Linked DNA regions of Zea mays: region 2 is linked to region 1. Evidence: chromatin contacts called from public Hi-C data. All regions are on one chromosome and are shown on one strand. The core of a region is the stretch at or near the end of the contact, and the rest is flanking DNA. Distances in the headings are between cores, read along the strand shown.

Evidence for each region. Hi-C and Micro-C count contacts between places; a contact is called where the count stands out from the background.
Region 2: a contact with region 1 is called in a Hi-C map of leaf, with 6 times the contacts expected there. The contact joins the enhancer-like site here to the promoter of LOC100278056 in region 1. A contact is called at or near these places in 3 of 25 Hi-C or Micro-C datasets (ear, leaf and tassel).

The regions. Positions count from the first base shown.
Region 1 is chr3:13,923,957-13,928,077 of Zm-B73-REFERENCE-NAM-5.0, forward strand. LOC100278056 reads right to left here and starts at 2,139. Exons shown (of 1, transcript NM_001373984.1): 1 at 1,271-2,139. The coding sequence starts at 2,080. The coding sequence ends at 1,541. LOC103649717 (glutathione S-transferase T3-like) reads right to left here and starts at 569. Exons shown (of 4, transcript XM_020550101.3): 1 at 1-569.
Region 2 is chr3:14,007,331-14,011,451 of Zm-B73-REFERENCE-NAM-5.0, forward strand. No RefSeq gene overlaps it. Among protein-coding and RNA genes, the nearest start is that of LOC103651766, 23 kb to the right of the region's middle. Within about 2 kb of position 2,136, at least 19 of the 20 cell types and tissues checked have an H3K27ac peak or open chromatin away from gene starts, as enhancers often do. A contact at or near this core is called in ear, leaf and tassel, where this site is marked.

The DNA of each region.
Region 1 (4,121 bases), core at 889-3,388:
CAGTTGCTCTTAGCCGGAGTGGGCTATCCAGCATGGTGTTCGCACGAACCACCGTCGTCAACGGCTGGGTGCCAAACTGCCAAGGAACGCTCGCCGGCCGCATGGACCCGCACAGCGGAGAGGCGAGCGTCAATTACTGTGGTGGCCTCCACCTCGTACTCGTACTCGTCATCGGCGGCCTGATCGGGCGCAGCAGTCCTGGGGACGAGGTTAGCGTGGCTGGACTGCTGGAGTACATGATATTGGCGGCGTTCTCGCGCTACCGGACGACCGCGCCGACCGCGACGTGGCCGCGCGCACGTCGATGTTCACGGCCAGCACATGCACAGCACATCACGACGTCGACGGCGTTGTTGTAGGCAAGGTCCCGGAGGGCGACGCAGGCGAGCACCGCGGGGATCCCGCCCTGTAGGCAATTGCTAGAGAGGTCGAGCATGCGGAGGCGGCGCAGCGTCCAGATTATTCGTGGGCGGGAACGGTCTGGGAGGAGGAGGGCGAGCACGTGGAGGCTGCAGTTTGCAGGACCAGATCGCTGGCACGTGGGACAGGAGGGCGAGCAGCCGGGCACGCGGTGCTCGTGCTCCCGCGGCGCCGTGGCGGCCGGGGCTAGCGCGGCCGGACGAGTTGGTGCGTGGGGAAGAGATGGGGAAGCGCCGAGCGCGGAACGTGCGGGTCGTGCAAGCGGACGAAAGAGAAACAAGTCGAAGGCCAAAGAAAACCGTCGTTGGCAGAGGAAGCAGTCACTGTGCTTCGTACAGTAGAGGCCCAATGAAGTGGGCCGAGTCCACCTGAAGCGAGACTCCAAGTACTACAGGCCCATCTCATGTTAGCTACGGTGCTAGAGACAGCCCAGCTCAATGAAGTCTACAGGCCGAGCTCATGCCAACCAGCCATCCTACGGGCTCTAGCATCTGGTCTTTGTCCAACAGCAAGTCAACAACAACCCGGTAGCAGCAGCGTGTTTAAAATTCAATATTTTTGGTGGAAAAAAAACAGCTCGATTGCTGTCGAATGTGGCCAAGATCGTAAACTATTCTATGTATAAGATTCATTAAGAAAGCAGCAACCCGTCTGTGCCTGCGCTAATGATGCGTGCCTTCACTAATCAGCGTCCAAAATCATTGCGCGGAATCTCAAAGGGCGGGGCGCACGGTCTAAACATTATTGGTTATTCCCTGCACCCGCAGTGCGGTGCGATGATCGAGATCGGTGGTGGATCCTCTTTTCTTTACGTTCTGCCGGGAAAAGGTCGTGGACGGAAAACGACGCGTTCATAAAATCTGTAGAATCGTAAAGCTTTTATATACAGGTTTTGGTTTGAACTGATGCGAAGTTGCAAAAGACGCTCAAAAATCGACAGAGGAAGTTCATACGCGACGGCCGAATTTACACTTGCAAACGGAAGGGAAAATGGGTCGTGGAGGAGGAAACCGGGAGTATTTACGACGCAGACACTAGTTGATGAGAAAGAAAACGGACTTGATCCATCGATGGCGGCAGAATCACACGGGTGCTCGCCGAACCGGTAGCGGCAAGGCACTCAGAGGTCCTCCGCGATGCAGGCGAGGTGCGGCTGCCAGGGCGCGGCGTGGCTGCCGGTGCTCATGCGCCGCCGGTGCTGCTGCGCGGCGGCCCTCTTGTGCTGCTGCTGATTCTTCTTCTTGGCCGCGGGCGCGGCCGCCGCCTCCTCCGGCGACTCGGCGCCGAGCCCCAGCTGCCGGTCGGTCACGGCGGCGGCGACGACGCTGCCTTCGGACTTGCTGCGCACGTGGCGGCCTGGCGTGCTAGCCCCGCCGCCGCCCTTCTTGGCGTCCGGCACGGACGCGGCCGGGATGAGGAAGTAGATCTCCCCGCGCTCGAGCTCCGAGTCCGGCGACACGATGAGGATCCTGCGCACGACCCCCTGCGGCGACGAGCAGGGCCTGCTGAGCACGTGGTTGGGGTGCGCCGCCAGCACCTCCCCGGCCGACACGGCGCGGCCGTACTCGTCGACGCGGCCGCTGAGGTGCACGATCCGCACCAGGTCCAGCGCGCCGCACGGCAGCACGCACGCCAGGCAGCACCGCAGGCTGTTGCCCATGCCGCGGCTCGTGTTTGATGCCGTGACTGCGCCCGGCTTGTTCCCTCCCCCTGTCTCCCTAGTCCCTCCTCACCGTGACGACGCGGCCAGCACGTATATATAGTTGTCGAGCTCTGAATTGAGGAAATGAGGACAAACACACAGCCGGGAAATGCACTTTGAGGTATCATCGAATTGGATCGCCACGACTAGACGTCTTGTTACCATGGATGCAAAGCATACATCGAAGATATCACACTTAGCTAGATAGATTTAAAAGTAAACTAGAGAGGATAATTAATATATTTACGTAACGAAGAATGACTAGTTTCCGAACAAACTAGCAAAAAGTAACCGTTCAAACTCTCGTACATGGGGGATCCCATGGAAACAAGGACGTCACCGAGTTGATCTAGATCGGATGACAAACCTAGAGCGACATTCTTAATCATCGGATCAAGCGATGAACAACAATAGAGGAGTTAGTAGAGAGGTAGTTGATTGTTTTTTTTTGTCTCAATGGATGTTGGATACCTCAATCGAACATGATCATCTCACAAATATAGAGGGAGTGGTCTTATCTTCAATATGTATGGAGAAAGTTTCTGGTTCTAAAAACGACTTAAAAACAAACCCGTCGGAGAGCCGGGTGGCGGCACTCGCCTAATCTTAAGAACGAGAGGCTACCTAGGGTTAGCCTATGGAGATGCAAGAGCAAAGAACGCACGAGTATTTAGTGGTTTGGGTCGACGGAGCGTAATAATCCACGTCCACTTGATAGTTGTATTGCTGAGAGCTTGAGTGTGGGTGAAGAAGAATCTAAGTGAGGATCAAGTTGTCCCTTGTATCGCATGTGCTCTCACTTTTATAGTCCAAGGAGGCACGTACGTGAGTGCTAAGCCCCGACATGCGATAGGCGGGTCCCTGTGATCTACTATTAAATATATACAACATGGAGTAGTAAATGCTACGGCGGGCAGAGATCTCCTCCCGCACTCACCTTGCAGATCTTCCGACCTGGCGTGCCTTCGCCCTGTTTGTCGGCTTAAGGCTGCCGCCGAGTGGAGCCTGGTATTGTGACGTATGTAGGGGCCAGTCGTGCTGATGTGCGGTGGAGTTAATGCTGAAAGACGCGAGTTGTCACTTCTAGCTAGTACTGTAGAAGACGCTCTGACCGAGCCAACGGTCGCACATGATGGTGTCGCCCACGTGCGCGACGCCGAGACACAACCGCCTGGCTCGGTATCACGCGACTTAATGTGCGGGTCATGCGCTAGACCTGTCCCGAGCGAGGAGTGGGTTTCGAGGCCAATGATCCTGTCATACGGGTCGGGGCACCTGGGCCTGGCACGCTCAATTCCTTAGTGTGTGGTTACATGTAACCACGCGGGTATCTAGTCTTGACACAGTAGGAGAGGGTACCCCAGTTACAGGGTACAAATAGTGCCCCTCTGACTCACCTTAAAAAAGGCTAAAAATCTGCAGGTGGGACCACGAGTGCAATTTAGTCACAAGCAATCTAATTGCGACAGTCGCACAATGGTGCAATGCCTGATGTCACGCTTTTCATCAGATCACCTGTCGTCGCACATATGTCTATGGCTTACTGACATGTGGTCCCACACCTAGTGGTATGCCCGGTCATGTGTGTAACATTCAACAGATAGGAGGTAATCCCAACCGTGGGATCTAGATCCCAAGTGTATCAGAAGGGGTCCTAGCCTAGCGCTGCGGCACCCAATCCCTTGAGCAAGGAAAAAGCCCGAGGGTAGCAGCTCCCCACAACGACTTTGGGGGAGTAAAGGCGGCGTAGGTTGCGCCGCGACGACGAGTCCCTTGTCACGGGGCCCACCGTGAAGCGTCAAAGGACCGCAGGGGTGTGGAAGCATCGGTCAGCAACACGCTGGTGCTCGTCGTCTTGTCGTCTGCGACCCTAAACCCTAAACCCATGGGACCCACAGTTTGTTGCACTCTATCCTTTGAGGCATGCAACCAGGCTTGATGAATAGAGCTTAGGAAGCCAACACTTAAGCTAGAATGAGGTTTGAGCTTTCAGGTACCC
Region 2 (4,121 bases), core at 886-3,385, 83 kb after region 1:
AAATGATACAAGTCAATCATTGTTTAGAAGGCATGTTAGGCTTCCTACCAAACACTTGGAAAATATTTTTCAAATAGCCTTCTTTGATTGCTCTTGAAAGATTCTAAGCATAAGAGCTTATGGGCTCGGCAACGGGCCCAAGACTCGACAATAAGTCTAGGAGCATAGATTTCTAGAAGCATAGATATGTCAAAGATCTTAATTAACTGAGTAAGGGATAAGGTTGTAAACATAAAGTTGAACACTTATAGCACATGTCATGTAGGATATAAAAGGAGGGGTGGGGAAAATCCTCAACATCATAGGAAGAAACAACAGATCCATCACAAAGTACGTAGAGTATTATCTCATATTGAGAGCACAATCATGTACAAATTTATGTCTCTTATGCAATAGCCTTCAACTCTTGATCTCGTGACATACCTCGTAAAAGCCAAACCAAACACCCTTAAGCATGTTCAAAAGTCGCAGAGGTCACGACCGCTTGTATAAAACCCACAATTTTGTTTCCTTGAAAAACTACGACTCAACTAATGACCCTCCTAACTGTTGTTCTGGTAAGGAGATACGAGGATAGATGTGAAGGAAGGAAACTCAGCACCCATTTCATTATCCAGACTCAGACTCTGAAGCCTGAACAACCGCATACCAACTAAACTGACCGCCCAGGCAGGGGGTGGATTAATCACGTCTCGTGCGGCGTGTATTCTTCTCTTCCCCCCCTGCGAGGAATGGCTAATCAACTGATGGAACAAGCAATGTACAGTACTACTCGCAATAGCTCAATCAGTGGCCCCATGTTCCGATAACCAATTTTTTTTTGTTTTGTTTTCATTATCGCTTGTTTTTGGAGGCAGCGGGTGCGCCAATGATTCGCGCGCACACGGCAGGCACACACACTCATGCGCACAGCGAGCCATGCCGCCCTGCTGGAGCTTGGCTGTACTGTATCCTTCGTCCTTCCTCTGATTGATTGGTAGTACGTGCGCGTTGGATTGCATCAGCATTTCAGCAGAGTATTCGGGTAGCCCCGGCCGTAGCCCTGCGTGCGAGCGATGCGACGAGACGAGGACGGGTGTGAGCGCGCCACTGGACGGCCGGACGGATGATGCCATGCCGTGCCGTGCCAGAGACTGGGCTCTGAATTATTCAGGCATTTTTTATAGGTAAAATATCGTTTCGCGGGCGGGGTTGTATATGCGTGCACAGTACCTGTGCCTGTGTGATTGATGTTTGGTATAGTACACGTTGCTCCAGAACGAACGAACGAACCCGGCCGTGCAACGTCTTTTTCGTGAGCGGTGGGTGATCATTATATAATAAAAATACTTAATAATTGGGTGAGTATTGTGTCTAAGCTAGGTACCAGCGCTGTGTGCTGTGCAGTGCTGGCCTCCGATTCGAGTTGTTGCCAGGCGACTATAGTCTACACAGCTCTCTATACTCATTGTGTTGGATCATTGAGTAGCTAGCTAGCTCCGAATCGAAGGAGCTGCCGCTGTTTAGTCTATACAATTAGTCTGTACGCACGTCTAGCCTAGGGCAGTGCAAGCTGGATGGGACCGAAATTATTGTGCATTAGGTTGCTACTAGCCTCCTATACCTTGCTTGCTCTCCGGTCAACACGACGATGCTCGCCACCGTGGCTCTGCTAGATTGCGTTACCAGACAAACTAATTATTTCGCTCGGGCCGGATGTGCCTTTCTTTTTTTCTCCTGGCGAGGATGGATGATCGTGTTGTCTCAGATCCGATCCGCTAGGCCTACAAATGTTAACCCTCCGTACGAACGTCCTCCGCCAGATCCAGCAGTCGAATCGTTACTGGCTAGCGCGGTAAGCATACACGATTACGATAACACAAACTGACAGCGTCCGTCTGTGTGTTCCGAGTCCGAGGTACGTACGCGCGGGGCAGGTGGTACGGTGACGTGCTGACGTGCCAAGTGGATGAACTTTGCTACAGTAGTAGCCAGTAGCAGTACATGTACCTTGTCCTTACCTTACCATACGTGTGCTGCATGTGGTGGCCGCACCCGCACGTGGGGGGCTTTCCGTGCAAGCAGTGGTGCTCAGAATTCAGAAACAAGTGTCCCTCCCTCCCTCACCCGATCCCATCCACCGCGCCCCCGTCACGACACGTGGCCCGCCGGCGTCCACGCGCGGGCGTTGTCGTCTTGTCCATCCGTCGGGTGGGCCGGTACACCCAACACGTTCCCAAGTTCCTCGCCACGAACCGCCGTCACGACGCGATGACGCGCGTCGACCTCGACGACTCGGCTTCCGGTCCATTCCCTGCTGGGCTGGGCCACGGCCACATACATGGTGGGCTAACATCTGTTCTCCCGCCCGGGAGGAGCGAGAGGGACGGGGACCGGCGACATGGACGACAACGACCTCGGCTGTCATGCCTAGTGCCTCCTGTGCTGCACATGCACCGCCAACGCCGCCATCTGCAACTGGTGCACCTTCCTCACCGCGCTGGGCGGTCGCCGCCCGCGCCACCGTCACAGGCGCCTCGCTGAGCCGCCTCGGCCTCGTCACCATCACCAGCAAGCCGCCCACACCTAGGCCCCGGGCTGCAGCGCGGGACGTGGCCCCAAAAACTTTTTGTTAGCTCACATGGTGCTGTTTGGTTAGGGATGGCAGTTTTAACCACATATCCGAAACCCGATAGGTACACGTACGAGTGAATATTTGGACCCGCTGGTTCACTTTGCACCTGACCCGAAGTTTCATGAGTGTGAGTGTGGGTGCGACTTTCTATTTCAACCCACGGGTAACCCACACTCGACCCGAAATTTGGTGTATTCTTTATTTTGCGCAAAACTAATTAAGATACAATAGTAACTATTTTGAATAACTAACTTAGCTAATGATTCATGAAATGTTTTGTTGCTACTCAATGTGAAAAGGCTTAAATTTGTACATATAACTCAACTATTACGGCTACTTAATTGCTTATTTGCTAAATTATTGTTTAAACTCATACACTTAGTAAACCCTGCAGATAACCCGAAACCCGACGGGTGCGAGTGCGGGTTTGGAATTGCACCCGCGGGTGTAATCGTGAGCGGGTTTTGATAGTTTTTATTGGTGCAATCACGGGTGTGTTTTTGCTCCACCTGATCCGAACCTGACCCATTGCCATCCCTATGTTTGGTTCACACGATTTAGTCTATAATTTATTTACGGAGATATCTGATGTTGTTTGTGTTTGGTTGAACCTGTCCGCAATGGATCACGCTGCTATTCGATACCAGTCCATAGAACTCCAGTGCCTCTCTGGGTGTTACCAGGGGCGGATTTACGATCGGGGCTGCCTGGGCTGCATCCCCGGTCGCGGCCCAATAACGCGAGGAGCAGGTATTCAGCCGCAGCCCAGCTTCGCTAGTCGCTACGGGCTACGGCGCTACCCTAGTCCAGTGTCCAGCCGCCGCACTGACGCCGAGCACATCCAGACGCCAGAGCCGCAGACCCGCAGTTGCCGACTTGCCGACCGCCGCACGCCGCGCGGTGCGCGTCTGCGCGCGCGACTGCGCCGCCGCCACCGCTCAGGCTGCCAGCGCCAGGCGCGTCTTCCACCGGCGCCCAGGCCGCCAGGCGCGACCGCGCGACTGCGCGTCTGCGCGAGTCTTCTGGGTTCTGGCCACCGCGGCACCGCCCAGGCCGCCAGGCCCGACCGCTGGCGAGCAGGCGAGCAGGCGAGCAGGCAAGCAGGCAGAGCAAAGCAGAGCGGTGAGCAGGCGAGCAGAGCAGAGCAGAGCAGCGAGCAGGCGAGTAGAGCAGAGCAGAGCAACGAGCAGCCGGTGAGCCCTTCTGTTTCTGTTTTAATTTGAAGTTTTCTGTTTTAATTTGAAGTTTTAATTTGAATTTGATTATTTATTTGATAGTAATCTCATGTTTAATTATAGGAATAAGATGGATAAATTTCTCATCAAGAACCAGAAGAAAGATGCTTCTATTTCTAAAACAATTAGGACAAATGAGAGCCGTGTAGAACAAAAGAGGCCACGTATTAAGCTAGATATGAATGATATAGTTGCAGATCCTGGTCTTAGAAAACCAATTGATGAGTTCCCCCATGAAATTAGAGATGACGCTAAAAGAGATTATTTACAAA